Linked DNA regions of Capra hircus: region 1 is linked to region 2. A link is a contact called in public Hi-C data. All regions are on one chromosome and are shown on one strand. The core of a region is the stretch at or near the end of the contact, and the rest is flanking DNA. Distances in the headings are between cores, read along the strand shown.

Region 1 (2,832 bases), core at 60-2,559, 51 kb after region 2:
GGTATTCTTCCAACATTCTGGGATAGAATGATCTGTCTCCAGCACTGCATGCCATCAGGGAGTCTGTAAAATAGGTTTTATATCAGTGATGCATGTCCAAACTGGAGTGAGCTGGTTAGGCTTTACTCTAGGTTTGCATAGGGGAGATGGTTCAGAGGAGGGAGGGCTGATAATGTGAAAGTTAGGACGAAAGGTGTACACCCATGTCAGGTATATGGCCATACCACCAGGTGAGGACAAAGTAATGTCTGTTGCAGTATCATCTCTGGCGCCCCTCTGGTTTGCGGGGTCTTTTTTCAGGTACCAGGGATTGAACCAAATTCCACGGGAGAGAAAGCATATCGAGTTCTAACCACTGGACCTGCAGGAAACTCCCCAGGGTGCAGATTTTGAAATCAGACAGACCCAGATACTAGCTGAGTGGTTCAGAGCAGGTTACTTTGCCTGTATAAACCTACCACACAGGACTCATGCGCCTTGTTACTTTGCACAGTGTGCGCAGGGCACCACCTGGCGGGCTGGCTGAAACTCTGATTATGGGCCCCACCCCAGAATTTCTGATTCAATGGGTCTGAGTGGGATCTGAGAATCTGAATCTCTAATCAAATTCCCAGGTAATGCACCTGCTGCTGGTCCAGAACCACACTTGTGAACCACTAACCAAGCGCGTAGCAAGGACACGCTCGCTGGAAGAATGCTCAGATATTCTGATGCCACCTTTCTCCCCTGAGGAGTCCTCAGCTGGTTCCAACACGCTCGAAAGCCTTAGAAAATCATTTCCCCTCTTTGGATCTCAGGGCTCACATCTGTCAAAAGAGGACGCTAGGCATTTAGAGACACTAAAGTTACTACTACACAAAACAATGAACTTTTTGAACAAGGTCCTAAGGGACTTGCAAGGTTCGGGGAAAACAAGCAAGGGCTAAACCCTGAGGGGCAACTTGGGGCCCCCGGGGAGCAAGGCTTGGGCTCCAAAGGACGCCTCGGGTAAGGCAGGGCCGTGTTCTGCCCCGCTGCTCGAGGGACAAGCTGTGGCGGACTGGATGAAGCTCCTGTTTAACCTCGCCTTCCTCGGTGACATCGTTCTTATGCTTCCGCTGCGCCTCCTGGCGCTCATGGCGTCGTCGTTACCAAGATTGTCCCTTCCCTCTCACCTTACTGCGGGGTCAGCGGAAGCTTGCCGTCACGTCCCCGCGCATAATGCGCTTGCGCCGAAGCGGCGTCTGGTCCTGCGTTCGGACAGCTGCGCGGCCGCTGATTGGCTGCGTATGCACGTCTGCGGGAGGAGGACGCGCGGCGCTGCGTGGCTCCGCCTTCCGCGCGCTTGGTCTCTACCGAGCCAACAGAGCCCGGGTGTTTGGCCAAGTGCAGGCTGCCGGAGGGGCGCCGCTGAACCGATCCGCTGAGCCTGTCGCTGTCGCCGCCACCGCCGACCCGCGCTCCGTGACCCGCGACCCCGACCCCTTTTAGATCGGCCCGCGCGCCCCAGGCCCGGCCCGGGCGGCGCGACGGGAGGATGAGCGGCGGGCGGCGGAAGGAGGAGCCGTCTCAGCCGCAGCTGGCCAACGGGGCCCTCAAAGTCTCTGTTTGGAGCAAGGTGCTGCGGAGCGACGCGGCCTGGGAAGACAAGGTGCGGTGGGGCCTAGCGGGGGCGCACGTTCGAGGAGCCAGCTGGGACTCGGGGACGAAAGGACAGGCCCGATCCTGCCCCTGCCCCGGTCCGGGCCTGGCCGAGTGTTCGGGGTGGCGGGGCGAGTGGCCCAAGGATGGCGGGGCGAACTGCGCGGGCCCAGCTGTCAGGCTCGGGGCTCATCACAGAGTGGTCGAAGGGTGAAATCGCCTGGGTCACTCGGGAAGCCGCGAGGAGGGGTGGAGGAGTTGTCCCCTCAGGCAGGTCGCTGCCTGAACAGCAAAACTGAGCTGAGTTCGATTCCATCTCCGTCTTTTAGTGCCAGCAGGATCTTGAGTAAGTGACTGATGTTGTACCAGCGTCGTTGGCAGGAGCAGTAACCAGAGCAGACGTCTATTGAATACTTACTATGTGTCCGGTTCTCTCTGTGTATCATCTCACTTGAGTCTCAAAAAAAACTCTGAGGTGGGGTACCTGCTGCGTTAAAGTGCTTAGCACATAGTGAGGCTCACCAAAGGTGAGCTGCCATTGCTTTCCTGTCAAATGAGAAAACTGAATACCCTAATAAGTGTGAGAGTTAAGAGGGGAGACTGAGACCACCTTTCAGGGGTGAGCGTTAGTGCATGTGTGTGGTGGGGAGTATGGGTGGAAGAGACACCACCAAATGTGTGTGAGGAATGGTTGGGGAACTTCAGGATGTCCTTAGTGGTCACATGCATTCAGAAGATCTGAGTGTGAGCGCTTCCCCACCTCTGCTCCATGGTGGGGAAGGAACTATTGCACATAGCTTGATTCCAGTTGGCCTGAAAAGATTGTTGTACCTGCAGTCTTTCCCTTTTTTTTTTTTTGGAATGATGAAATAGGTTTTCCTGGGGTTCTGTAAGGGGGCGGGGGTGAATGGGAGGCACTTCCTGAAAGTGCCCTTGTCCTGCCCAGCTGCCGTGAAACCTCCCTGATTTGCTGTGTCATGGCTTGCTTTCTTTGTGTAAGGACTGGTTTCTGCGGTCCAGGAAAGGTCAGAAACCTGAATCTTCCATGTTCCTGTATGAAAATTAGATGTGCTGGCACCTTCTTCACTTTGGTTTCTAATTCAGCCTCCTCCTTTGTGACTGACTTAGAATTCCTTGTGTGGGGAAGTGGTAGTGAATCGGTTCACAGTCAGCCCTTCCGCCTGTGGCTAGTCTGTCCAGGTATCCCCAGGT
Region 2 (3,073 bases), core at 360-2,859:
CCGCAGGGTCAAGACACAACTGAGTGACTGCCCTTTCACACTTTTCAACAGCTTACTAAATTTACTCTCTCTTGTCTATGGGGCTATGCGGGGAGGGGACGGGAGGTGAGAGCAGGCACGGATGGCCCTTCCCCACAGGGAAGAACCCCACGGACGAGTACCTGGAGGGCATGATGAGCGAGGCCCCGGGGCCCATCAACTTCACCATGTTCCTCACCATGTTTGGGGAGAAGCTGAACGGCACAGACCCCGAGGATGTGATCCGCAACGCCTTCGCCTGCTTTGACGAGGAGGCCTCAGGTCAGTCAGCAGCCTCGGGACAGAGGCCTGGATGGGGCTGGGGCTGCACACCTCGCCTGGACACCCCGCGTATGCAAGTGGCACCCAGCTGCGCTGGCACCTCAGGGCGCCCCTCTGCCTCCAAAGGCCAGGACAGAGATCATCTGTCCACCTGTTTCTGCCACCTGAACGATAAAAGCTGCTTCCTTGTTTTGTCCCCGCCAAAGGCTAAACTGAAACAGCCCACATCCCGTAAGCCTTCCCACTTCTTAGCTCTCCTGTTGGCTCAACGCACTGGCTTCTGCTTTTGACCCTTCCAGAAACCAAACCATCTCAGGCCCGCGGGCCAACAGGTTACAGAAACCAGCGCCCCCCACCCTCAGGTCCTCCAAAGGGCTTCCCAGCCACCGCGGGTCTCTCCCAGGGACAGGCCTGTGGGACGCCGCTGGCAGTAGCCGCTTCAGCAGTTTCTCAGGGGCCAGAGGCGCACCACAGGCCTAAGCAGGTCAGAACCTTTTCCTGACTGTGTCACAGCTCCCTAACTAGGTTGGCATATTTTCCTCCCCATTTTCCAGATCAAACAGGCAGAGAAAGGTTAAGTAACTTGCCCAAGGTCACACAGCTAGAAAGAAGAGATCAGCATTCAGACGCAGGCAGTGGAGCTCTGGGGCCCAGGTTCTTCAAGCAGCACCGTCAGCACCCCCACAGCCCCAGGCAGGGCCTCCCCAACCCTCACAGCCCCAGGGCCCCCATCCCCACCCCCACAGAAACACCTCGCAGACAGCCCCACTGCAGAACTGTTCCCGCTGGGCCCTGGTGACCTCGAACTGAACAGACACCAGGACTGTGTCTTTTCCCGGCGCCCCCGCCCCCCGCCTCCAGCTACAAGGTCTGTGAGTCCTGGGGGGGCCCCGGGCAGGGGGTGTGAGGTGTGTCTCAAGGCCCTGGCCCTGTGCCCCCTCCACCCCCGCCCCAGGTTTCATCCATGAGGACCACCTTCGGGAGCTGCTCACCACCATGGGTGACCGCTTCACAGATGAGGAGGTGGACGAGATGTACCGAGAGGCGCCCATTGATAAGAAAGGCAACTTCAACTACGTGGAGTTCACCCGCATCCTCAAACACGGCGCCAAGGACAAGGACGACTAGGCCATCCCAGCGCCCCGTGCCCGGCCCCTGTCCCAGCCACCTGCTCCCACATACACCGTCTGCACCGGCTCCGTGCCCAGGAGCCCAGAGCCCCCTCTCAGAGGACTCTCCCCCTGAGGGGCCGGGGGCCCAGCTCCGAGTGAAGGAAACGACTGAGAAAGCACAGCACCAGGCCAGGGGCAGAGCCAGCGGGAGGCCGGTGACCCTCCGAGGAAACCCCATCTTCTCGGGAGCTGGGCCAGGGGGCTGGCCCGGGAGGCCCCGAGGAGAGCCCCGGCCTCGGCTGTTGCCTGCCCGCTTCCAGCTGCTCCCCACAGGAAGGGCGCTGTGTCCTGGTCTGGGACACCACTCCACTTGCACCCCCCCCGCAAGCCCTTCCCCAGCCACTGCCACAAACACACGAATCTCACCGAGGTCCCCTCTCAGAGGACAGGGTGCCACTCCCCTCCCCGACACCGTGCCCGGCCACGAGAACACACCCCACCCCACCGGGAGTGTGCTCTGGAAGATGCAAGAGGGCGGACGTTTCGTCTTGGGGAGGCAGAGCCTAATAGAAGGTTGAGCATTGCTTTGGGTGTGTATGTCTGTGGCTGGGGTGAAATAAAGGTGCCCTGAGGCCCCAAACACCGCCCACCCTCTTCTTCCCCAGTGGCTGCCCCGTCTGTCCTTCCTTCCACCTTCTGACTACCAGCCCAGGGAAGGCTCAGCTGAGACGAGACCAGCTGCGGGAGCAGGCAGATCCTGAGGGGAGAAGCTCTGCTGGGAGGGAGAGGGCAGAGGGGGCAGGACCCACCACAGCAAACCCCAGTGGGGGTTCTGGGGCTCTGAGAGGGCAAGAGTCAAGGTCACAGCCTTCAGGACTAGAGCCTGGTCTCCAGGGTCCCCTCAATGCTCCTGGGGAACCAGGTGGTCCTGGAAGAGCAGGGAGGCTTTGGGAGCTGTGAAGAGGGGATGGAGATGAGAAAGAACGGATTCCCTGCAGGCAGCTACCAGGTGTCTGGGTGCACTGGAGGGTCGGTTCTGCCACGTGACCAGCAGCACAGTAAGCCACAGCTTTTCACATCCCACATGTGTGAGAGACCAGCAGGACCGGGGTCCCTGTTACAGTTGACAGTGGGGACACTGATGATGGTGCCTGGAGCCTAAGAGGAAGGGAAATAAATGCTGGTTGAATGAACAGAGAGACAGGGACAGGGACCACCTGAGGCCACCCCCCAGCAGGTCTGGGGCAGAGCGAGAGCTGATCCCTGGCCTCTGGACCTTCCATGGGGTTCAGACCAGGACTGGACACATCCCATCTGCACCCAGCAGGGAGCAGGTGCTGCTGCCTTCCCTAAAGGTCACCCAGAGCCAGCCAGCCACAAAGGTATGAGGTCAGAGCCAAAGGAGCACCGAGCACTAAGGGGACCCTGCATCGGCCTAGGAAGCCAAACCTCCTCCAGGCTGCTGCCCCAGCGTAGGTACCCAGCCCTTTCCAGTGGAAAGCCACGAAAGCCCTTCTCTTGCCTCCAAACTGAGCCCCACAACTCCCTGAGGTCAACTTTAGATGGAGCCAGCCCCAAAAGGGTCCAAATGCTCCCCAGACTCAGTCCTAACCACACCATACCCTTGACTCTGACCCCAGACTGTGGGCCCTGAGCAACCC

The links. A called contact is a pair of places that touch in the nucleus more often than the background predicts.
Region 1: a contact with region 2 is called in a Hi-C map of blood, with 3 times the contacts expected there. The contact joins the promoter of LOC102177994 here to the enhancer-like site in region 2. A contact is called at or near these places in 2 of 5 Hi-C or Micro-C datasets (both in blood).

What each region holds. Positions count from the first base shown.
Region 1 is chr13:65,270,994-65,273,825 of ARS1.2, forward strand. LOC102177994 reads left to right here and starts at 1,310. Exons shown (of 4, transcript XM_005688679.3): 1 at 1,310-1,630. The coding sequence starts at 1,517.
Region 2 is chr13:65,219,627-65,222,699 of ARS1.2, forward strand. It overlaps MYL9 (myosin regulatory light polypeptide 9), which reads left to right. Exons shown (of 4, transcript XM_018057813.1): 3 at 139-300; 4 at 1,256-2,049. The coding sequence ends at 1,428. Among named protein-coding and RNA genes, the nearest start is that of MYL9, 7.9 kb to the left of the region's middle. Within about 2 kb of position 1,610, at least 1 of the 5 cell types and tissues checked has an H3K27ac peak or open chromatin away from gene starts, as enhancers often do.